4 separate regions of the Mus musculus genome follow, and regions 1, 2 and 3 are each linked to region 4. The links are chromatin contacts, called in public HiChIP or PLAC-seq maps. All regions are on one chromosome and are shown on one strand. The core of a region is the stretch at or near the end of the contact, and the rest is flanking DNA. Distances in the headings are between cores, read along the strand shown. Region 1 has its middle 8.1 kb from the start of Gm39608. Region 2 overlaps Gm32293 (a long non-coding RNA gene). Region 3 has its middle 11 kb from the start of Gm39608. Region 4 holds the start of Ugp2 (UDP-glucose pyrophosphorylase 2).

Evidence for each region. HiChIP or PLAC-seq counts read pairs in DNA pulled down with a chosen protein or histone mark.
Region 1: a contact with region 4 is called in a CTCF HiChIP or PLAC-seq map of the NIH/3T3 cell line, with 7 read pairs. The contact joins the enhancer-like site here to the promoter of Ugp2 in region 4. A contact is called at or near these places in 6 of 39 promoter capture datasets (the 3T3-L1 cell line, the C10 cell line, HPC-7-derived erythroid cells and 2 more), 2 of 15 datasets of contacts at CTCF or cohesin (the NIH/3T3 cell line and pro-B cells), 2 of 484 Hi-C or Micro-C datasets (the N1E-115 cell line and cortical neurons), 7 of 115 datasets of contacts at active chromatin or transcription factors (astrocytes, bone marrow-derived macrophages, cardiomyocytes and 4 more) and 2 of 9 other capture datasets (adipose tissue and liver).
Region 2: an H3K4me3 HiChIP or PLAC-seq map of bone marrow-derived macrophages shows a contact between it and region 4, with 2.8 times the contacts expected there. The contact joins the enhancer-like site here to the promoter of Ugp2 in region 4. A contact is called at or near these places in 1 of 39 promoter capture datasets (embryonic stem cells), 1 of 484 Hi-C or Micro-C datasets (cerebral cortex), 3 of 115 datasets of contacts at active chromatin or transcription factors (bone marrow-derived macrophages, embryonic stem cells and stem cell-derived neural progenitor cells) and 1 of 9 other capture datasets (liver).
Region 3: a FOXA1 HiChIP or PLAC-seq map of pancreatic cancer cells shows a contact between it and region 4. The contact joins the enhancer-like site here to the promoter of Ugp2 in region 4. A contact is called at or near these places in 1 of 15 datasets of contacts at CTCF or cohesin (the NIH/3T3 cell line), 2 of 115 datasets of contacts at active chromatin or transcription factors (embryonic stem cells and pancreatic cancer cells) and 1 of 9 other capture datasets (embryonic stem cells).

Annotation. Positions count from the first base shown.
Region 1 is chr11:20,903,983-20,909,768 of GRCm38.p6, reverse strand. No RefSeq gene overlaps it. Among named protein-coding and RNA genes, the nearest start is that of Gm39608, 8.1 kb to the right of the region's middle. Within about 2 kb of position 1,453, at least 27 of the 459 cell types and tissues checked have an H3K27ac peak or open chromatin away from gene starts, as enhancers often do. A contact at or near this core is called in the NIH/3T3 cell line, where this site is marked.
Region 2 is chr11:20,928,839-20,934,164 of GRCm38.p6, reverse strand. The region is part of intron 1 of Gm32293 (a long non-coding RNA gene); the gene reads right to left. Among named protein-coding and RNA genes, the nearest start is that of Gm46273, 14 kb to the right of the region's middle. Within about 2 kb of position 3,379, at least 20 of the 459 cell types and tissues checked have an H3K27ac peak or open chromatin away from gene starts, as enhancers often do. A contact at or near this core is called in bone marrow-derived macrophages, where this site is marked.
Region 3 is chr11:20,884,463-20,890,061 of GRCm38.p6, reverse strand. No RefSeq gene overlaps it. Among named protein-coding and RNA genes, the nearest start is that of Gm39608, 11 kb to the left of the region's middle. Within about 2 kb of position 2,806, at least 32 of the 459 cell types and tissues checked have an H3K27ac peak or open chromatin away from gene starts, as enhancers often do. A contact at or near this core is called in pancreatic cancer cells, where this site is marked.
Region 4 is chr11:21,367,633-21,373,099 of GRCm38.p6, reverse strand. Ugp2 (UDP-glucose pyrophosphorylase 2) reads left to right here and starts at 2,471. Exons shown (of 10, transcript NM_139297.6): 1 at 2,471-2,913. The coding sequence starts at 2,895.

The sequences.
Region 1 (5,786 bases), core at 204-2,703, 460 kb after region 4:
TAACCACACCCCTCCCCATGGACCATAACCACACCCCCTCCCCATGGACCATAACCACACCCCCTCCCCATGGACCATAACCACACCCCTTCTCCCCATGGACCATAACCATACCCCTTCTCCCCATGGACCATAACCACACCCCTTCTCCCCATGGACCATAACCACACCCCTCCCCGTGGACCATAACCACACCCCCTCTCCCCATGGACCATGCCAGCAGTGCAGCTTTGCTGAAGACCTTTTCCTTCTGAAAATAAAACTCTAGAAACCAGGCAGCAAGATTTATAATAAAGGATCTCCCTTCTCTGGCAAGAATGTTCCGAGCCTCCCAAGTTCTCTCCTCGGAGGCAACCTCTGACCACCCCTCCCCCTCCACTACCCATACCTGTTCCAGAATTTTCTTTTTAACAAATTGATCTTTTATATATTCCTGAGCCCACCATGGAGGTTCTTTCCCATCAGGCTCCCAAACATGCCCAGTATTAATTCCACCCACAAAGTAAGATCCTTGTAGCCATCAAAACCCATGCTCCCTACTACAGCATATTTTAAAAAGTAGTTGTACAGGGCTGGTGATGGCTCCGTGGTTAAGAACAATTGCTGCCCTTGCAGAGGTCTGGGCAATGACTCACAGCACCCACAAAATGCCTCACAACCGTTTGTAACTCTAGTTCCAGGGGTATCTGATGCCCTCCTCTGAATTCAGTGATGCATATACATACATGTGGGCAAGACATTCGTATGCATAAAATAAGTACACCTAGTGTTTAAACATAACTAACATGAGTTTTGCTTTCCCTTTTGAGTAATGGCCACCTATACAAGCACATACACAATTGCTTTTCTGATCTGTGTTCCCTAATCTCTTCCAGCAAAGATAATCATGATTAACCAATTGCTTGTATTTTCTTCCAGAATATTATTACATGCATCAAATATAGACTAAATAAAGTAAAATATTCTTTTGCATTCACTCACAAGATCAAATGCTATATGAGTCACACCCCTTCCTATATCAACTCTTTTAAAACGTAGTAATAGACTGTAGGAGCGTTCCCATGGCAATCGGTAAGAGCCTCTGGCTGCTTTCTATAGCTGAACACTCAGTCTCATGGATGCAGTCTGATCCAGCCAACTTTCCCTGTCATGCATCAGACAGTAAATATTTTAGGACCCACGAGGTCAGAGAGTCTCTGTGGAAAGTATTCAGTCCACTTATACAAGAATGCAGAGATAATATGCAAAAAAGGAACATGACAAAGTTCCAATAAGATTTATTTATGAACAATGAAAGAATTTTCCAGAAAGCTCTTGAATCATGGAAATAGCATTTTCTTTTTGATTTTTAAAAACTATTTTAAAATGTTAAAATCTGGGCATGGCATCTCATGCTGTTGTAATCCCTGCACTCAGGAAGCTGAGTCAGGGGAATCACCTTAAGTTTCAGGTCAGACTGGCTACAGAGTGGGACCCTGGCTCAGCCCTCTTCCCCACAACATGTTAAAACTCTTCATGGTCGGAAAATGCTACAAAGCCAGGCAAAGGGCCAGATTTGGCTTCTTGGTGATAGGATGCCGGTCCTTAGCTTATCCAACCAGTCCTCTGTTAATGAGAATCAGATGGCTTGGGAACTTTGCTGCAATGGGCACTTCTCTTGCATACAGATGCTTGTCGGACAAGCTCCAAGAAAAGGGATTGCTGGACCTGGAGGCCTGTATGGTTCTTATTTGCTAGAGGTGAGTAGTGGCTGTGCTGATGTGTCCACCAGCAGGGCACAGAAAAGCCTGTGTCTTCACAGCCACCTGCAGCTGCAGACCCAGGTAATTGCTAGTCTGAGAGGTTAAGGCCGAGGTGCCCACGGTTGTCTACATGTTACTTATGAAGATATCACCATCTTTTTACACATTCAGATGTTACGTACATTTCATCTATTTCTTTCCTTTCTTGTTTCTTATTCCTTGTTTCTAATTTTGAGGCAGGCTCTTGCCCAGCCTGGTTTCACACTCACAATCCCCTTGCCTTAGCCCCTTGAGTGTTGGAATTATATCCACCATGCCTTCTTCTGTGCACAAATGTTTATTGGTCTTTTCTTTTGATATTGTTTTAACCTTTATTTTTATTTTCTTTCACTGCTCTCTGCTTATGGCTCTTACTTTATCATCCTACAGTTTTTTTAAATTTCATTTTAGTGAAAATATAATTACATCATTCCTCCCTTCTCTTTCCTCCCTCCAACTCCTCTCATGTCCTCTCCCTCCAACCTTTCTCATGACCCCCTTACATTCCCAAGTTTAGAGCTTCTTTTTCTTTATTCTTCTCCCACCTCTCTCTCTCTCTCTCTCTCTCTCTCTCTCTCTCTCTCTCTCACACACACACACACACACACACACACACACACACGCACACAAATGTGTAGTACATACATGCACACACACACAGCTGCATGCACATACACAGATGTGTGCATGTACACACACACACACACACACATACACACACAACCTGCTGGTTCCATTCACTGTTGCGTGTATGATTTCTGGACTGATCATTTGGTATTGGATTATTAACTGAGGACTCATTCAGAGTGAAGACCATAGCCTGGTCTGGCTTCAAATGTGTACTGCTCCTTCGTCAGCCTCTCTCCGGCTGGGATGCCCAGCACCCGGTTCTGGCCATCTCTTTTATACATGCTGTTCTTTGTGCCTGGAACAGAATGCAGAGCACTTACTTGCCCATTGCTCATGTCTCCATCTCCAGCTGGCAGCACTGAGCTGGGCACAGAGAAGGTCTCTCTCAGCTTCATTAACTGAATAGATGAGTGACTAGTTCTTTGACCCACCTCCCACCTACAGTCGTTGTAACAAAGAAGACATGGGTAAAGCATGCAGTGTGAGTTGTTGAACAGTAAAGTCCTGGTGCCAAGAAGCAGCAACGGATGGGAAGTCTGGCATGTATTTGTGAGGGAATGAGGTGAGGAGGACTCTAGGAGTGGTGTGCCCGAGAATGGCCAATCAAAACTTTGACTGTAGACTCTACACTGGAGTAAAACATCACCCAATCAGAACTGTTTTCCATTTGCATGGTGACAATCGAAACCAGAGAGAAAACAGGTTCTATATAAAAATAACTCTTCCCACAGCTCTCCTGCAGTGAGTTTAATGTATTTGTCTTTTTCTAGTCTAATCTGACTCAAGTGAATCCTTTCACCACCTAGGACCCCCAACTTGCTACAATGTTGAGTGTCTACCTCATGTCAGGTACTGAAGTAAAGCTCCTGGTTGGCGTTCAGCTACCAAGACAAAGGGGACAGCCAGGGAGCACCAGTGACCCTCAAAGTGGGCCACTTACAGGTATTTAACCTCTTCAGGCCTCAAGCTCTTCATTGGTAAGCTTCATGGAGTCCTGGCAGAATGCCGTGTGTTTAAACTTGAGAGACTTGGACAGAGAAAAGCAAAGAGAAATAATTCTATTGAGGAGCAGGGCTACACACAAGAGAGTGTTTTGGGAGATCCTAAGCCTGGGAGAGCCTATGGCTCATAGGAAGTGGCTCTATTTGGAGGTGTGATCTCGAGGAAGTATGTCACTGTGTCAGCAGGCTTTTTGGGTCTGCTAGTGCTCAAGCTCTGCCCAGTGTAGAAGACAGTCTCCCCCTGGCTGCTAAGATATAGAACTCTTGGTTCTTCCAGTACCATGTCTGCCTGCATGCTGCCATGTTTCCCACCAAGATGATAATGAATTGAACCTCTGAAACTGTAAGCCAGCCTCAATTAAATGTTTGTTTTTATAAAAGTTGCCTTGGTCATGTTGTCTCTTCACAGAAATAAAAACCAAACTAAGACAGAAGCTGGTACCATGGACTGGGGTATTGACATGATGGGCTTGATCATATTTTTGTTTGAGGAATGTGGGTCTTGGGACTTTGGATTTGGAAAGCAATGAAATGCTTTAAGTGGGGCTTAGTGGAGCATCTTAGTAGGAATGTGGAAGATAGGGCGATTTGACCTGTGTCTGTTTTAGTATGTTGCCTACAGATCATTCTTGTAATGTTTTGGTGAAAATGTGGCTGCTTTTTGCCTTTGTCTGAAGAGTCTGCTTGAGGCTAAAGAGAAGAGATTTAGACTAATTGCATTGACAAAGAAAGTCTCAAAAAAGTCCAGCATAGATTTTTGTCTTCTCGTTTACTCTCATGAAGATCATTTTGATCAAGTGTAGCAAACCTAGAAAGGAAAAATACAAAATGTATGATAAATTCATATACTAAATTCAAGTATTAGAGGTCTCCAGGAAATGGAATGGAGCTAAATCCTGTGTTCAAAGATATTAAATGGAATTAAGGGAGTGATGACCCCTGAGCAAAATCCCATGCTGCTAAGCTTGTTGTCTATACATTTGCAGTTGGACTAAAGGATAATTATATTATGTCAGGCATTATTATGACCTGGTTATTTTCATTTAGATATAAGGAGATATTATTGTATGTCAAATCACAAGGGATGAATTGTGATGCTTATTCTCGGTTGTCAACTTGACTATATCTGGAATGAGTTATAATCCAGAACTTATAAAGATCTTGTAAACGGGAATTAAAAAAAGTTTAGGTCCAGGCATGGTGGTACACACCTTTAATCCCATCACTCAGGACACAGAGGCATTTGGAGTTCAAGGTTAGTTTACAGAGCAAGTTCTAGGACAGTCAAGTTTAGGCAGTGAAGGAGTTGGTAAACAGAAAGTTTGTGTTGATGTAATTGCCCCAGCAAGGAGCAGAACTTAGCATCTTCAGCCCCATGGCTCTGGCTTTAGAGTCAAGAATAGAAAGGGATCCTGGAACCATTTATGCTGGGTAGTTGGAGCTAAGAAATTAGCACTGGTTAAGAAGAGGCCAGCATCACTTAGATGAACTCCTCTGAGAAGTATTTTCGGAGAGCACCAAGAAACTGTGTTCTAGAGATTGGCATTAGGCTGGCAGCCAGACTGGGTAATGTGTAAGAATCACCAGGTGGTCCTGGTTCTGAAGCATGGAGGGATCATGGAGAGAAACTGAGGCTCGGCACTGTGAGAAGCCAGGAATGGCCATTAGTGAAGGCATAGCCTCAGTTGCAGTTGATGACCCAGGACTGAAGGGGTCATGTAAAGAAGCTGAGGCTTGACACCATGACAGGCTATCTGGGAAGCCTAGCTGCAGCAGAAGACCCCAGTGTATCGTAGATGTCAGTACCATGGGATAATCACCAAGACCAGCAACAGCAGTGGAGTGGAGTCAGCCAGAGGGTACAAAGGGTACAAAGTGCTACAAAGGGTAGAGAGGTGGAGAAGTGACTCAAGCTCCTTAGAGGAGACCAGAAGATCATGTGTGGATCTCAGACGTTGGAACAAGAAGCTATAACACTGAAGTTGTGTTAGAGACCCCAATATGTTTGTGACGCCAGAGCTGAGGAAAGCTGCTAACAGGGAGTAGAACTAACCCAAGAGAAAGGATTTCATTGCAATCAACAAAACCGAAAAGAGTTGGACATCAGACATGGAGATACAGAATTTGAAGTTATACATCTTGTTCCAAAGACAGCCAGAAAGAGACTGTCTTCTACAGGCAGCTAGGAGGGAACTCTCTTCCACACTGGGCAGAGATTGAGCACTAAGAGACCTCAAATTCCTCCTACACAGAGATACACTTCCTTCAACAATGTCACACCTATTCCAACAAGGCCACACCTCCTAATAGTGCCACTTCCCATGGGCCAAGCATATTAAAACCACCACAGAGCCCAAGGTCCCCGTGAGTTTCA
Region 2 (5,326 bases), core at 2,130-4,629, 440 kb after region 4:
GTAAATTGAGCTAGGTATGGTGTTTCCTGTAATCCTAACATTTTGGGTGCTGAGGCAAGGGAATTACCATAGGTTCAGGGACAGCCTGGGATATAGAGTGAGTCCAGGCTATCCTTGGCTAACCAGTAACCCAGTCTCTAAAAGCAAATCTGAATACACATTATCTGTAAAAGGTTGATTCTACACTGTGGTACTAGTCAGCTCACTCTGTCAATGGCATTTGCATCTACAGATTCATATCAACTGAGGATTGAAAATACTTGAAAAAATTTACTTAATTGTTGGCATGCAGGATGTAGTAGGTCCAAGATGGTTGTGTCTGTGTTGAACAGTAGAGAGATGTTTTCCTTGCCACTACTCCTTATGAATTATCATACAATTATTTACATAGAATTTACATATTGGGTGCAGTATAGAAATGGCTTGAAGCATAAAGGAAAATACTCATAGATAATGTGCAAAACTGGCCAATTTTATATAAGAGATCCAACAACCACAGATTCTTATACATGTAGGGGCCTGGGTCCAGTCTTTTGCGGATACTAAAGTATAGCACGGAGAAAGACTGGCTTTTTAAAAGTTATATTTTAAAATGAGAAGACCCAAAATCATGAGATCAAAGTCTCTCAGGAGGATTTTGTGAATATTGTGCAGAAAAACATCGGCATTGTACAAAATGTAGACAAGAGCAAGAAAGGGTCTTTCAGGGTTAGGGGGAAAGGGAGCTACCCATCACTATGAGGAGCTACCCATCACTATGAGGAGTGACCCATCACTATGAGGAGCTACCCATCACTATGAGGAGTGACCCATCACTATGAGGAGCTACCCATCACTATGAGGAGTGACCCATCACTATGAGGAGCTACCCATCACTATGAGGAACTACCCATCACTATGAGGAGTTACCTATCACTATGAGGAGCTACCCATCACTATGAGGAGCTATGAGGAGTTACCCATCACTATGAAGTGCTGTGGGTAGTTACCCATTGCTATGAGGAACTATAAGGAGTTACCCATCACTATGAGGAGCTACCCATCACTATGAGGAACTACCCATCACTATGAGGCGTTACCTATCACTATGAGGAGCTACCCATCACTATGAGGAGCTATGAGGAGTTACCCATCACTATGAAGTGCTGTGGGTAGTTACCCATTGCTATGAGGAACTATAAGGAGTTACCCATCACTATGAGGAGCTACCCATCACTATGAGGAGTTACCCATCACTATGAGGAGTTACCCATCACTATGAGGAGTTACCCATCACTATGAGGAGTTACCCATCACTATGAGGAGCTATGGGGAGTTACCCATCACTATGTGGAACTATGAGGAGTTGCCTATCACTATGAAGTGCTATGAGAAGTTACCCATCACTATGAGGTGCTATGAGGAGTGACCTATCACTATGAAATGCTATGAGGGGCTATCCATCACTATGAGGTGCTATGGGGATTTACCCATCACTATAAGGAGTTACCCATCACTATGAGGAGTTACCCATCACTATGAGGAGTTACCCATCACTATGAGGAACTATGGAGAGTTACCTATCACTATGAAGTGCTATGAGGAGTTACCTATCACTGTGAGCTACTGTGGGGAGTTACCATAGCTTTGGGGAGCTACCCATCACTATGAGGGGTTACCCATCACTATGAGGGGTTACCCATCACTATGAGGAGGTACCCATCACTATGAAGTGCTGTGGGGAGTTACCCATCACTATGAGGAACTATGGGGAGTTACCCATCACTGTGCAGGGGTATGAGGAGTTGCCTATCACTATGAAGTGCTATGAGGAGTTACTGATGACTATGAGGCGCTATGAGGAGTTACCCATCACTATGAAGTGCTATGGGGAGTTACTCATCACTAGGAGGTGATCACAATTGAGACATAGGGTAGTAAAAGGCCAACAAATAAACAGAGATCAGTGGGTTAGAAGTGAGTTTAGATGTAAAGTCATAGAATAAGTAAAAGGTTATATATAAGAACACAGGGAGTTAGAAAGCTGGGGAATCTCGTTTAGTCACACCAAAATGAGAAAGGGAAAGATATGCGAGATGAATTGGATTCTCTTTACACATGTGCCAAAAAAAATAATTCTAGGTAAATTAAAATTTTAATGTTAAAAGTGAAAAATGTGATTTTATTAAAAATATAGATTTTATGACAACTGAATACAAAATTGTCAATAAGTAACAAAATACTAAGAAATAATTCATACATGAAAATTTAATCTGCTTGTTTTATCATTAAGTTTTTTATTAGCATGCAAAATAATGAAGTCCACAGTGACATTTCCATGAGGGCACCATCCTAAACAGTCCCCCTTCTACTCTGCCATTTGCATGTTTCACAATCTCTGTTGCATGTGTGAGAACAAACGTGCGATATTTAGCTTTCTGACTGTGGCTTGTTTTACTTAACATGATGTCCAGTTCCTCCACAATTATGCAAATGACTTCGTTTTGTTCTTTATGGCTGAATAACTCTCTAGTGTATATGTGTGTTAGGAGTTTTGAAGAAAGCTCAAGGCATGAAGGCATCTTCCATTCAAAGGTGGAGAATGAAGGGGCACTCCTTCCCCTAGCAATAGGAAAGAGCCTAACGTAGGTAGGTGGCCTTCAAATTGGGTTCTAGAGAACAGGACCAGTCTGGGTAGCCTAACAAATCTTGTGACCTTGATGACACAGTGAGAAGAGAGGGCTGAGCTGGCAAGAAGGACCAATGGCAGGAGGCTTTGTATGCCACATGGGGAACTTGGATGGGGGACCTCCTGAGTCACCTTGATTGTAAATCAGCAGAGATGTTGCTAGATTTCCAAAAATCTAAGAAACACCCAATGTAACTTAGAGGGATTGACTCCTATCTGGGTTCCATGAGTGATAGAGCCTAATGACAATGAGGAGGATAACTTAGAGGGATTGACTCCTATCTGGATCCCATGAGTGGCAGAGCCTAATGACAATGGGGAGGAGGAGGGTGACTCTGAAGAAGTGTTGGTATCAGGACCACCGAAACCCATGACATCCCATAGGCAGAACCCAAACACCTATTGCCAAGGCAACAGCCACTATTTTCCCAGAATCCACTTGGCTCAACTCCCACCTTTACCCATGATTACAACATCACCCATATATAAAGAAAGCCCCCCCCCCCGATCTCTCCCTTTCTCTTTTCCCCTTCTCTTTCTGCTACCACCTTGCCCTTCTCTCTTTCTCTCCCAATAAACCTCACATGGAACCGTAGTCCTTTTGAAGCCGTGAGACGGTCAAGATCATAACAAGAAGAGCAATATTTCCCAACAAGGCTGTATTCTTCTCCAGTTTTCCTTCCTCTTTCTGTTACTGGGGGAGGGGGTATGTAAGTGCTAGGCACTGGAGTTAGCAGGCCAATGAAGGGAGAAAAGGGAAAGGGACACAATCATGCTGTCTGCCACAGTCTGAACTGGAATGGGAGGCCTCACCTTAAAATCTATTTTATGGGGGGCCCGGTGCCACAGACCTGAAATCCAGCTATCAGGGAGGCCAAAGCAGACAGATCACAAGTTCCAAACCAGCGGTTTAGCAAGATTCTGTCTCAAATTTTTTAACTCAAAAGTCTAGGAAGATGTTGCTCAATGATAGAGAACTTGCCTTCCATGTACAAGATCCTAGGTTCAATCCCCAAGTTCTTTTCTGTGGAATCAGAAATTTAATCTTAAAGGGACCCGGAGACCACACAGAACCTCTTGTGTGATTTAGCACAGCAAAGCAGACTCATGAACAAGTCTGAGCCTGTCCTGCCCTGGATCAGGAACACTGGGGGTGGAGAGTCTGCTGAGGGCAGGCTCAGGTGCAGAGCACCTGCAGGGAGGGGGCCCTCTCCCGACTGGCAGGATGCTGACTTCACTCAAGGGCACCTGGGAGTCTGGGAGTAAGATGACAGCAGTGGACAGGCTTTTGGCAGGAAGGCACCAGGTGGAGCCAGCACAGCCATGTGAAAAGGCCTCTGAGTCAAGGCCCAGCCAACAGAGGCCTTGCCAAAGCCAACTGGGAAAGCTCCTCCCTCAGGTAACACCCACACACCCTGATACCCAAGGCTCAGGTGCCCAAGGGGACTTCAGAACAAAGAAAGCACCCGATACAAGCTAGCAGCTGAGAGGACTCTGAGCACTTTGGGATAAAGGCACAGTTCAAAAACACTATTTGGTCATCTTACTTATAATTAAATTCTACAAGTCAAGTCTTGAAAGACATTTATAGCACCCTCACTTGTTTAGGTCAGCTGCCCAGAAAGGGGAAAAATAGACTTGGACATTTTTCATTTTATGCAAGAAATAGCTAATCCACATGTCATGTCTACTGTCTACATTGTCCCTATTTTAAGGGTGTCCTTTGGGGCTCAGGTATATTAAAATGCTACCCAGAGCCTAAAAGCTCAACATAGTAGAAAGTAGACTTGTTTTAGCTTTGGAGGGCTCCTGGCCAACTGGACGCTTCCACCCACTATGAAGTAATGTGATTGGTCAAGTAGCTGGCAGATGATCAGGTCAGCAAAGTAATGGTCCTCCATGGCAGACTCACAGTAGAGCTTGAAGAAAGGATGCCAAGAGGACCTGCATGGATCCCTGCAATTCTTGGTCTATTTCTGGGTTTAATGTGTGCATCAGGACAGTTCTGTTCACTGACTTTGCTTTGCTCCTCCTCAGGGTGGGGCCTGAGTAAAAATGTTCCCCCTTGGCTAGCTTGGGAGACAGCTCTGTGGAAAATGCCTTGAGCAAGCAGATTGAAGCTAAGTGTCAGAGTGAGGCCATAGTTTCTGTGAAGCAGTTACCAGTGCTGTTCTTGTTTTGTGCTCCTGTGAATAGTCCAAAGCCAGCAGATTGGCTTTGTGGATGGGGCAGGGAGAGTCACACCAGTAGATGACTGGCTTTGTGGATGGAGCAGGGAGAGTCACACCAGCAGATGACTGGCTTTGTGGATGGGGCAGGGAGAGTCACACCAGCAGATGACTGGCTTTGTGGATGGGGCAGGGAGAGTCACACCAGCAGATGAATGGCTTTGTGGATGGGGCAGGGAGAGTCACACCAGTTGGGTTTGCAGGCTTCAAGACAGACTTTATGAAAAGCTTGTTTACAGAAAGTCTGTGTGCCTGTATCACTGTCCAGAGGGAACTTTAAAAGATAGTGTTGCCAGAAGTGGATGTTCACAGTCAGCTATTAGATGGATCACAGGGCCCCCAATGGAGGAGCTAGAGAAAGTACCCAAGGAGCTAAAGGGAACTGCAACCCTATAGGTAGAACAACATTATGAACTAACCAGTACCCCGG
Region 3 (5,599 bases), core at 1,557-4,056, 480 kb after region 4:
TGTGACCCAGAGCTCCAATTGTTCCTGGATGAAAACTGGATGCTGTATGTGGCTCTCTCAGCAATGGGCCTTAAATGTCAAGGCTGAAACTGGATACTGACAGGGGTAAGTGGGGTACATTGTGGGCTTTGAGTGCTGTGCCCATGACAGTTATGTTCCAGTCGATCTAATCACTATGTGAATAGATCTGCAGCTGGACAGTATGTGCATTGCATCCATCTCCCGACAGCTTCATCATTTCCTCCTCCCTTGGACCTTTATCAGCTGTTGTTTGAATGTCTCCTGATCTTTCTGAGTTGGCTCTGGTTTTCCTACTACCCTCTCAAAGGCTTCAATTATTGGCCCTTATAATCACATCCCTGTTCCCGCAACCTAGCCCTGCTCTAGCTCCTGATCTGGATAGACCCAAGAAATATAAATCGTCTTTGGGGAAAGTATCCTTTTCACCATGCAAATGAGCATATGAGTACCTGCTGCCTCCAGAATCAGAGCCAAGCTGCTGTTGCTAAGAAAGGAGAGATAAGAGAACAGCATTGTGTGCTAAACTCTGTATAGTGCTTGCATGGTAACACATTTAGTCCTAAAAAATATTGTATGAAATAAATCGTCATTGTGCTTCTTATGAGGCAACGGACGCCTCAGTAACATGGTCTGTCATTTGCCTTACAGGGTTACAGCTAGTTTCTGAAACTCCACACACAGGTGGCTGGAGCTAATTGTCAGTGGCTTTGCCCTGAAATGGAGGGGTGGGGTCAGGGAGAGATTGTGGCAGCTGAGCCTGGAAAATGACCATTTTTGAAAGGTGCCAGTTTTCAGCTTCCGGACGTAGGTACTTGTTCTCATTTTGGAAAGGGTTCTGCTTGGCTGGAGGACATCAGCCCTAGCGTGGGCTTCCTGGTGCTGTGTCAGCTTTGAAGAAGCTGAGGGAATGATTTCAAGATGTACAGAGGACTAAGCCAAGGGAAGCCACTTTTGGAGACTAAAGAGCAAGCTTGGCATGGAGAGATGCCAAAGCCCCCTTAAGTGTTCAGGGCTCTGGGCTTTGTATAGGATCTTTATCTAACACATTTGCAGATTTCTCAAGTGCATTGATGAATATTTAGAATTAAGGAAAGAAAAGAGGCAATACTCCACCAGTGTCCCTTAATAACCCCTGTATGGACCAAAAAGTGACACCACATTGTTGCTCCAACCACTCTCTGTGCCACCACACTCTCTGAAGCCCCAGTCAGATCTGAGCAGGGCAGTGCTTCCCTCTGCAGCTCCCTGGCCACTGTTTCTTTCATGCTGGCCAGCCCAGCTGTGTGCTACCCATCAACCCCTCAGACATTGTTCTGAGCATCACTGAAAGTGAGCTGCCATTTGTTTTCTTGTGGGAATTTTATGGCAAAACAGAGAAAACACAGTTTTGAAGTGTTTTACTCCTATTGTTTTATATGCATAGATGTTTTGCTTGTATACCATGTGCATGTCTGCATGGTACCCAGCAGACGCTAGAAGGGGACACTTAATTCCATGGATCTGGAGTTACAGATAGCTGTAAGCCATCATGTGGCTGCTGAGAATTGAACTTGGATCCTCTCGAAGAGCAACAAGTGCTCTTAATCCCTAACCATCTTTCTAGCCCTGAAAATATCTTTAATTTTCCCCACAACGTTATGTGTCTGAATGTTTTGCCTGCATGTATGTTTGTGTACTACATGCATACCTGGTCCTCATGGAGGCTAGAAGAGGGCATTGGATCCCCTGGAACTGGAGTTACAAATGGTTGTGAGCTGCCAAGTGGGTACTAGAACCGAACCTTGGCCCTGTACAAGAGCAGCAATGGCTCTTAACTATCGAGTCATCTCTTTAACTCACCTTGCCCTCCTAAAGTCTTTTGATTTTTGTCTTTTCTTTTAGTTTCACCTAGTCTGTAGTCATGGTGTTCCGAAAACATGGTCAGGCGTTGGTGGTGGTTGTTTGGGGTGTGTGTGTGTGTGTGTGTGTGTGTGTGTGCGCAGGTATTTTGTTCTGTTTTGAGACATGTAGCCCAAGCTGGCTTCAAACTCACTGTGTAACTGAGGATGACCCCGAATTCTTGATTCTGCCTCTGGCTCCCAAGTGCTGGGATTCCATGCTTGCCATACTCAGCTGACATCATGAGACATCACCACATTCTAACTGAGCATGGACTGGGATATCCTTCTATGTGTCCTGTCCCCTTGCCTTTCAAACACTCCCACCACCCAGGACTCTAGGAGAGGGCCCAAAGGAAGATTCAGAAAAATAGATCCTATTCATGCCTCAGAACCCCTTATCCCGAAAGGCTTGAGAACAGCCTGGGAGACCATGACCTCTAAAACCTTCAAAGAGATGAGCAAGGCCACTCCCAGGAAACAATACAACAAACTAGATCCTGTCAAAGATGTGAGGGGATTTCCTTGACTGTCATGTTGTTGGGAAGCACATAGGTCACAGGGTACCCACTGTCACTGGTACCATCTCACCCTGTACCAGTGAGAATCTAGTCAACACCATGTATACCCAAAGCTTTGACACCCCCCACACACACCTACACCCACACACACTTCTATCTGTTTTATTAACATCTTGAGATTTCTATGAAGTAGAAATACAGAGTATTCTGACAGCTGGGCTCCCCCTCCTTGCTGGAAAGAGATGACTGGCTTTTTAAGGGGTGGGATCCTTGTTTGGTGTGGCATCCCTGGTTGGGAGGGGCAGCTAAAGTAAGCCAGAGTCCAGGGAACAAAGCTGGCACAGCCACCTGATGGCTGAATGCCAAATCCACCTTTCCAGATATGCCACCTCAGCAGGCCCTGGTGAGTAACTCCACTCCTGGAACAATGGCTGTCTGTGTGTAAAGGGCCCGAATATGAACTGGGCTCTCACTGCCTGCCATGTTCACAAGTGATGAGTCAACTGGAGTTGAGTGGGGACCTCAGCAGGAGATTAGGTCAGACACATGAAAACCAAACAAAACCAAACAGCGAGAGTGTCTCCAACTGACCTGGTAAGCGGAGAGTATGACGGAGCTCCCATAGGAAGGTGAGGGGGGACTGTCATCAACTGGTCCAGTGTGAAGAACAGGATACAATAAGAAATATAGCCACTTGGCGTTAGATTCTCAAAGCAAGTCCTCCAGACTTCCTTCTGACCCTCCCCCACTCTTTGCACCAATATGCCATAAGACTGGGTCCACACCCAGCCGTCTGGAGAGACACAGTAACTGCCCACAGCCACAGTCCCACTCTCCTTCATCCAGTTTCACAGGAAGTTTTGTGTCTTCTACTTTGGGCTGCCTGCAAACTGAGTGTCAAGCAAACATGTCAGGCATAGGTGACTTTGAATTCTGGGCAATCTATCCTGATTGGCCCTTTCCCTCACCTAATGATATTCTATCTTTGTGTTTCACTAATGCACTATGATCCACATCTAATCCTTTAAGGAATGAGGTGGGGTAAGAACAAATAGATAAGTCATTAAGCTGACCTCAGAGTGAAATTCAAACAACCCATGAGTCTTCTGTATTCCCACCCAGCAGGGGCGGTGGAGACAATGGTCTCTTCTTCCTGCAGAAGGGCAGAAAAGCAAGAGTGCAGAGCTGCCCTGGGGGTAGTATTCTCCAGCCTTCTCATGAGTACTTCAAGTGTTCATTTATTCATTGTAAGCTTAGATTTTTCAAAACCTACTTTAATCAGAGTTCTTAAATGCTTTAACCTCCTTTCTAGTCCACCACCCACCAGAGGCAGTGGAAAGGACAGGTTAGTAGGGCAAAAGGGGGATGTAGACCTGTTTAGAAATTGTCTTGGGGCGATTCCAATCTTTACTGTCAGGATACCAGCAGTTCAGTTCACAGGAATCAGCAGCAGTAGCTTGATCCACTTGCAAACACCAGCAATGGCAGCTTGGTTCAGTAGAAACCACAAGGCTCTGCCAATTGGCCCTAGATCTGAGGAAGTGGCAAGAGGCTGCTGGAATATCACAAGAAGTTTTTGGTACATTCCTCTCTACAAAGTCATGACAAACAATAATTAATAAAGAAGGCAAGGCGAACCAACACCACACAGCATCATCTACTGCCTGTTGGGTTATATGTATACCCTTTCCAAACATCATGTGTCCTCTCAAGTGTCTACTCCAGCAAAATGTCACATGCCCTTTTCCCAGGCAGCTTCTCAGCAAAACATCTTCTCACATGTCTGGTTCAGCAAAATATACTCTCATAAGAAAGTTTTCAGAAAAACATCACATGACACAAAAGAAACTCAAAATTTCCACTTCAATTCATTCATTCATTCATTCATTCATTCATTCAGACTCAACAAGCATACACTGAACACATGCTATCTGTTAGAAGCTGGGTGACCTAGGCAAGTGCCGTCCTCTCAATGAATTGGCACCATAGTGGTGGTGGTAGGGGTAGAATGAAGAACAGCAATCACATAAGCCACATGATTTCAGATAAAGCAAATAAATGGGTTGAGAATGACTCACATTATCTATAAGCTTAATACTGTAGGTGTGAAGGATGGAGGATCACAAGTTCAAAGCCAGTTCCAGGCTCAGCAGGGCCACACAGTTTCAAAATAGCAAAAGAAGACAAGGAGGATGAGGAGGAAAGGGGGAAGAGAGAAAGAAAACTAAAAGTAAGCAAACATAGTTGGTGGAATCTCTAGGGGGTCATATTTGAACAAAAGTCTGAACACAGGGAAGAGATGACCGAAAAGAAGATATTGCCAAAGGCCCTGTGGTAGGAATATGCTTGATATATTCTGAATATGGTTAAGAAGGCTCCAGAACTTGGCTGGAACACAACAGATGACAGGAGTCTGGAGGAAGATCAGGGAATAAGAAGCCTAGATCATATAGGGATGCATATTCCATGAGGAAGAGTAAGATGTTATGAATAGCATGGGGAGCTGATGATGCCTTACAGCTCACTGTAGAGAAAGAGATCTCTGACCCTGTGGAATAAGAAGTCATCCAGCCACTGCTGTGGTGAGGGTTAAAGATGCTAGCCTGGATTATGATGCTGGTGAAGGAGATCTAGTACTACCCACTTTCAGTAAGGAAATTAACTAATTAAACTACTATTATATAGGGGAAATCTGTCTTAGGATCAATGAAATATAGTCATCAGGGAATAGAAGCTCAAAGCTTTACCCTCAATCAAGCATGTAAAGAAATGAAGGACAACTCTATAGCTTGGTCTGAGCACTGACTGAAGTGAAGAGACCAGGAGGTGCAGCTTTGGGGACAAGCAGGAAGCACACTAGGAGTGAGAGGTGTATATTCCCCACATGCTGTGTTTCAGCTGACCATCAGACACCCAGGCAGCTCAGCCTACTAGAGTTGGACATAAGATCCTGGAGCTCAGTAAGGAAGGGGCTGGGTGTATAATTTGAGGGACTTTGCACTGAGATGGCTGGTTGCCATGAAACAGGATGTCATCTTTCTTTTTCTCTCTTCTGGAACCCCAGGGTTAGGTTCACTTTTCCAGAGGAGGTGTAGCAGCATCTATTTACCCCAGACAGGGCAGCATCCAGAGCAAGGAAACAGTGCCACCCATGTCCAGTCAGTGCCACCCATGTCGGTG
Region 4 (5,467 bases), core at 1,222-3,721:
AAAGAAAAAAATCAAACAGAAGAGACTCCCCATTCCGACCCCATCCCATGGCTATCCCCACCCCCAGGTGTGTGTGTGTGTGTGTGTGTGTGTGAGAGAGAGAGAGAGAGAGAGAGAGAGAGAGAGAGAGAGAGAGAGAGCTGAATGTAAAGAGAGAAACAAACAATTGGTTTATGGTCCTGAAGAGCCTCAGGTTTTACATCCCTATCCCGTGATTTGTCAGCTGAGCTATTTTCCTCATTCTTAAGGAGTGAGATACTCTATCTGAAGATCTGGAATTTAAATTCAAGCCCCTCTCTAAAGAAATTTCATTTGCAAGGCACTATATAAACATAGCATTTAGAAATGTGGTTTCTCTGGTGCTTCTGGCCAAGAGTCAGCCCCTCACTATAAAGTTAACCACGGAAGATGGGTAATGGTTTACTTTCTGGGGACTTGTTTTAAAGTAGTGAATGCCCAACATTCTTTGTGTCCTTTGTGTCAGTAGTTACTCAATCATAAATCAAGATGCCAATTCTTAGGAACTACCAAATGTTTTTGCTAGATTTAAAGATCGTTTCTCCCCTTGTTAATCTTCTGTGGAAGTCAAAAATAACTGGCCATTCTATTATATAATAAGCCTGGGAAAGTTAAAGATTCCTTGTTGCACGTAAGTTTTTGCAGGCTGACTTACATGAGGAGCCCCAGGTCTTTGGTTCTGTTTTAGTGCTTACACTGACTGATAAATATAGTTCATTCACTGCTGGAACAATTTCTCTACTGTTCAGAGAGGATGTAGAGTCTAAGCAAAAACTCCAGAGCAAGTGTCGTTATTAAACTGACGTCATTTGTTATTTTAGAAATTTTTTTCATTTGGAGAAAGTTATTTTCTTAGCTGAGATATTTGGATGCCTAAGGTTTTTGGATTCTACATAAGCAACATGAACACTATCTTTTCCTGTGTTGTTTAATAACATTTCCATATGAACCCAAAGGACTGAATAATGAAAGCTCTCTCTTTTCTAGAGAATAATTTAGAAATTCTCATTTACCTTGGCTGAATAATGTTGTACATTTCAAACCCTTCTGGAAGTGCTTGGTTACAGAACTGACAAACCAAGTAGGGTAACGCGAGAATGTTAAAGAAGACAGGCAGTCTTACAGGCTTAAATGGTTGGCAAGACTAGCTGTGATTGGGCACACCTCAGGGAGTCCCCAGACGGGTGCCAACGTTCTGGCTTTTAACTTCATCTTTCTTTTGGAGACTTCAAGATCTATCATCAGCATCTTAAGGATAATAAGTCATTTTCACTTTGGCTAGAAAAGTAAACGCCCAATTCCAGCACAAACGTGCCCAGGAGTGGGATTCGAGGCAAGGCGAATAGTGATGGCTCTTTCTGGAGAGCCTTTATTTGGCATTCCCTTCGACGCCCCCAGGCCCTCCTCCTGTTGGTGAGCCACACACATCCCATCCCTTTACTTGATTCTGAAAAGGTTGCCTTAACCCTCCTCAAACCCTAATTGGTGGCAGAGCCTTTGGGTCCTCTTGAGAAGAGCCTGGTGTCCCTGAGGAAGGGGAGTTCAAGGTTTCCTCAACGGGCAAATTCTGGTGGAGTGCAAACACAAGCACACGCTTCGGTTTTCTCACACGCTCGTGGCATCTGCAAACAGCAAGCAGAGACAGACGTGCTTGGCACCGTGCTGCTGCCTGTGCAGCTCCCACGCGTGGGATTCCCGCCTTCGCTTCTGCGCCCGCCTCCCTCGGGCCTCGAACGCCCCGCCCCCTGCCACCTCCGCGTGTCTCATTGGCCAGGTCCTTAGGCAAACTTCGGCTCCGGACTGGCGGCTGTGCCTGTCGCTCTGAGCAGTAGGGACATTTCCGCATTGGGAGGGGGGAAGGAGGGGGAGGGGAGGTGTGTGGCGAAAGTGGGGGCTCCGGTGTCCGGAGGCGGCGGGCTGGAGGGTCAGGGGCTGCGCACGCTGGCGCCAGGCTCCAGGTGTTTGCGTGTGACGGGAGCGGAGGGGAGGTCGCCTCGGCCACGCTCGTGCAGCGTGCGAGACCTGATTCCAGGCCCCCAACTTCTCAGCCCTCGAGGGAATAGGAAGGTGGGTGTCGCTTAAGGGGCGGGCCGGGCTCCGAGCGACCTCCTTGTGGGGTCCTGCTCCGAAAGGCGTGGCCGGGGGCCGACAGTGGGGCGTGGAAGAGTAGGGGGCGGGCGGGCGGGCGGGCGAGGGCGTGTCAGGGAGGGCCAGGCCTCCCGGGGGGTCTGGGCGGCCAGGCCCGGGGGGCAGGGAGGGGGCGAGCCGGGCCCTGGTGTGGAGCGGCTGCGTAGGGGAGGGCGGCCAGTGGAGGCCGCGGGCAGCTGTCTGCCCGAGTGCGGAATTCGCAGCATCTCCGAGTCCCGGCTATTTATGGGCTGGAGAAAAGGTTGCGTTGCCCCTTCGCCGGCCTCCCCGCCTCCCGATCTACACGGGGCGCCAGCAGCTCGCCGCTGGACGGCCGCCGGCGAGGGGCCTCGGGGTGCGGCCGGGGGCCTGCGGCAGTCCTGCCCTAGAGGGCGTGGAGACCGGAGGGCGGTGAAGCGGCTCTAGGTCCGCCTCTCCATTGATGAAATTTAAGTTCGTCTGGTTTTACCTTTTCCGGAGTCTCCAGTCGTCCCCTGTTGGTGTCGGGATCGCTGAGTAGCCTGGAGTTCCCTCCCAAGCTGAGTCGGTCCCACCAAGTTTTCCGTCTTCAGGATTTTTCTTTTTAAAGACTAGTTTTGATTTTTTTTCCCCCCGAATTCTTCTTTAAGTAGTTAAACATCGGAGGAGAAAGAACACTTCGGTTGCAGGGAAGGGAGAGAGACCTTCCTTACAACGTAGATTCTAGAAATTGAAAATTATAAGCCAGATTATTTTAATAAGATCCTAAAATGTCGAGATTTGTACAAGGTAAGACATTTTGCTTTCTGTCTCTTGGCTGCTTCGTCCGATTTTGAATATTGGTAGTCTCTAAGTAAGTGGGTAGTTTGTAACTGGAAGTGTTCATTTGTGATACCGTTTGCCAGACCTTTTTGGTTAAATTGGTATTTAAGCTGCTTTGCGCCACTTATTGGGTTGGCATTTCATATACGTGTTTGTATGCCTCTGCGCCCTGCAGGGGTTATTTCTACCTTCTAAAATCAGTTTTAATAGTATTCTGACATCGTGGATAGTAATTGTAAAAATCAAAACAGGATTTTTGACTGCTGATTAATTCTTGTTCCCTTCTTGCACTCGATGATAAGTTAGTTATCTTTGTGGGACAAGGAAACCCAGAGGGCTAGGGACAGGCAGATGCGTTTGTCAAGACTAGTAGGAAGCTCTCCACTTCTTTTCTGTGTGTACGTGGATTGAGTCTCAGAGTAATTTATTGCGAAATCAGTAGTTTGTAGACACTGGAGGTCATACCAGTCAGAGAAATGACTTTGCTGCAGTGCTCTTAGCTTTTTCTTTTTTAATATAGAAAGATTATGCTTTCTTTAAATTTGAAAATTACCATTCAAATCTGTATATGTGTAAATAATGCATTTAGCAAATACCCCTCAACCAAGCTGTAGTATTGCAATTGGGTGCTGCCTTAAACTTCTGTCACAAAACTGTATAGAGTTTGCCTATAAGAAGCCTTTCCTTCCAGACCCCAGTGTGTGAAAGCTTCAGCCATCTTGCTTAATACATGCAGTAAAGTTTGCAACCGCTTCACGTGATCCTCAGTGACTGTCCATGCACCTTTCCCCTTTCCTTTTAAAGTTATGCTAGGGATGTCCATCATTTGACCCTGGAAATGAAAATGCCATACAGGCTTATGCCCCACTTTACTAACTCTTAAGTTTTTCATATTAGATTAAAGGAATCTGCCTTCATTATTATGGAAACAGATGGGACCGTTATGCCTGTCTGCCTTCAGCACTAAGCTCAGAAATGTCATTTTGCCATTATGTTTGAAGTTGGTGTTACAGTTGACATGAAGCTAGAGGTTTCTAAATCGAGAAGACACAGGTGGCTGTGGACATTGCTACCCACTTTTTAAAAGCCCATTATTTTAAAGTACTTCTACAGTTTTCAAAATACTGCACAAGTGTCAAAATGAAGAAATTAACGTGTTTGCATTAACTAAGCTATAAGCTCAGTCTGATTCCTATCTCCATGATGCAATTCAAGACGACACATTTGATTTAAGCAGGCAGTTTTGTACAAAAAGATGATACTCCAAATATGTTTAACTCAGTCCTGGAATGTATCATTGCGCCATTGTTGTGTTTAAGTGTGAGCTCTAAGTGCTTATCGTGGTTACTGTTAGAAATGAGAAAACTAATTGGCTAATGTCAGAGTTGTCTACGCATATCAGTTTTCAAGTATAAGAGTTGGAAACTTCTGTGTTCTCTCTTTTTAAAAGCAGTCCAGTGCTGACCCTCCCCTCCCCCAGAAGTTGCTGAGGCTTCTTCCCACTGGCTGGTACACGGCCTGTGCTGCTTCACGGGAAAGTGCTAACCAGTGCCAGGCCATAGCTATTTCAAGTCGCCTCGTTTAAGCTTCTGAGCCCTAAGGAGTACTTTACAGCTGATGAAGATGCCCAGAGATGAGCTGGGGAGAAGTCCTGGAAATCCTGAGTTGTGTTCAGCTCCTGTCCTTTCCAACAACTTCCGTTGCTTTTTAGGTTAAAATTTTAGGAATGGCCTAGTCTCCAAATAGATTACCATTTTCTATAGACAAAGATAATATGTCCCTGGGAAAAACACAGTGTCTTGAAAGTAGATTTTGTCACAGGCAACAAATGCCCACAACCTAAAATGTTCTATATGCTTTTTCAGTAGGTTAGCTTACCGTATGTTTTCGGCTGTAGGTTTTTATGACCTATCTTAAATTACATAAATACTGAGAAATACGAAAGGGTATGGACTTCGATTTGACTCTTGTTAAAAAAAGGGATTTTTAGACACTTTTCTGAACTTTAGGTTCTACCTGGGTAGAGTTTGGAAATTGGACTGAGAGTATAATTTAGTGATGACACGCATGCTTAGTATGGGAGAGGCATTGGAATCCATCTCCTGTCCCTGCCTTCTCCACTGGGTCTCAGTGCCTATGCCGCAGGGTCATTGAGAAGTTTAAATGGGGTGCTGTACTAAGTGACTGAACTGGGTAGATAATGTGTGGCCATTATCTTCTACTCTTTTCTAAAATAATGATGACTTTTAGATAGCATTGCTACCCATACGCCATCAACAGAAATACACATAGTTTTTTATTTTCGTATTCAGATTTAATATTCAGTCTGGTTACTTGAAAGTTTATATCTTTTAAAGAAAATTACTAAACAGGAGCTGAGGAGAGGGGAGGGCAAGGTTAAGCTTGGATAGCATAGGGGATAAATACAAGTTACAGTTTAAACAGTCGGTTAACAACTTTTTTTTTTGAATGTTCATTGTATGCCTTTCACTATATTTATTTTTCCCTTATAGTAGGTACT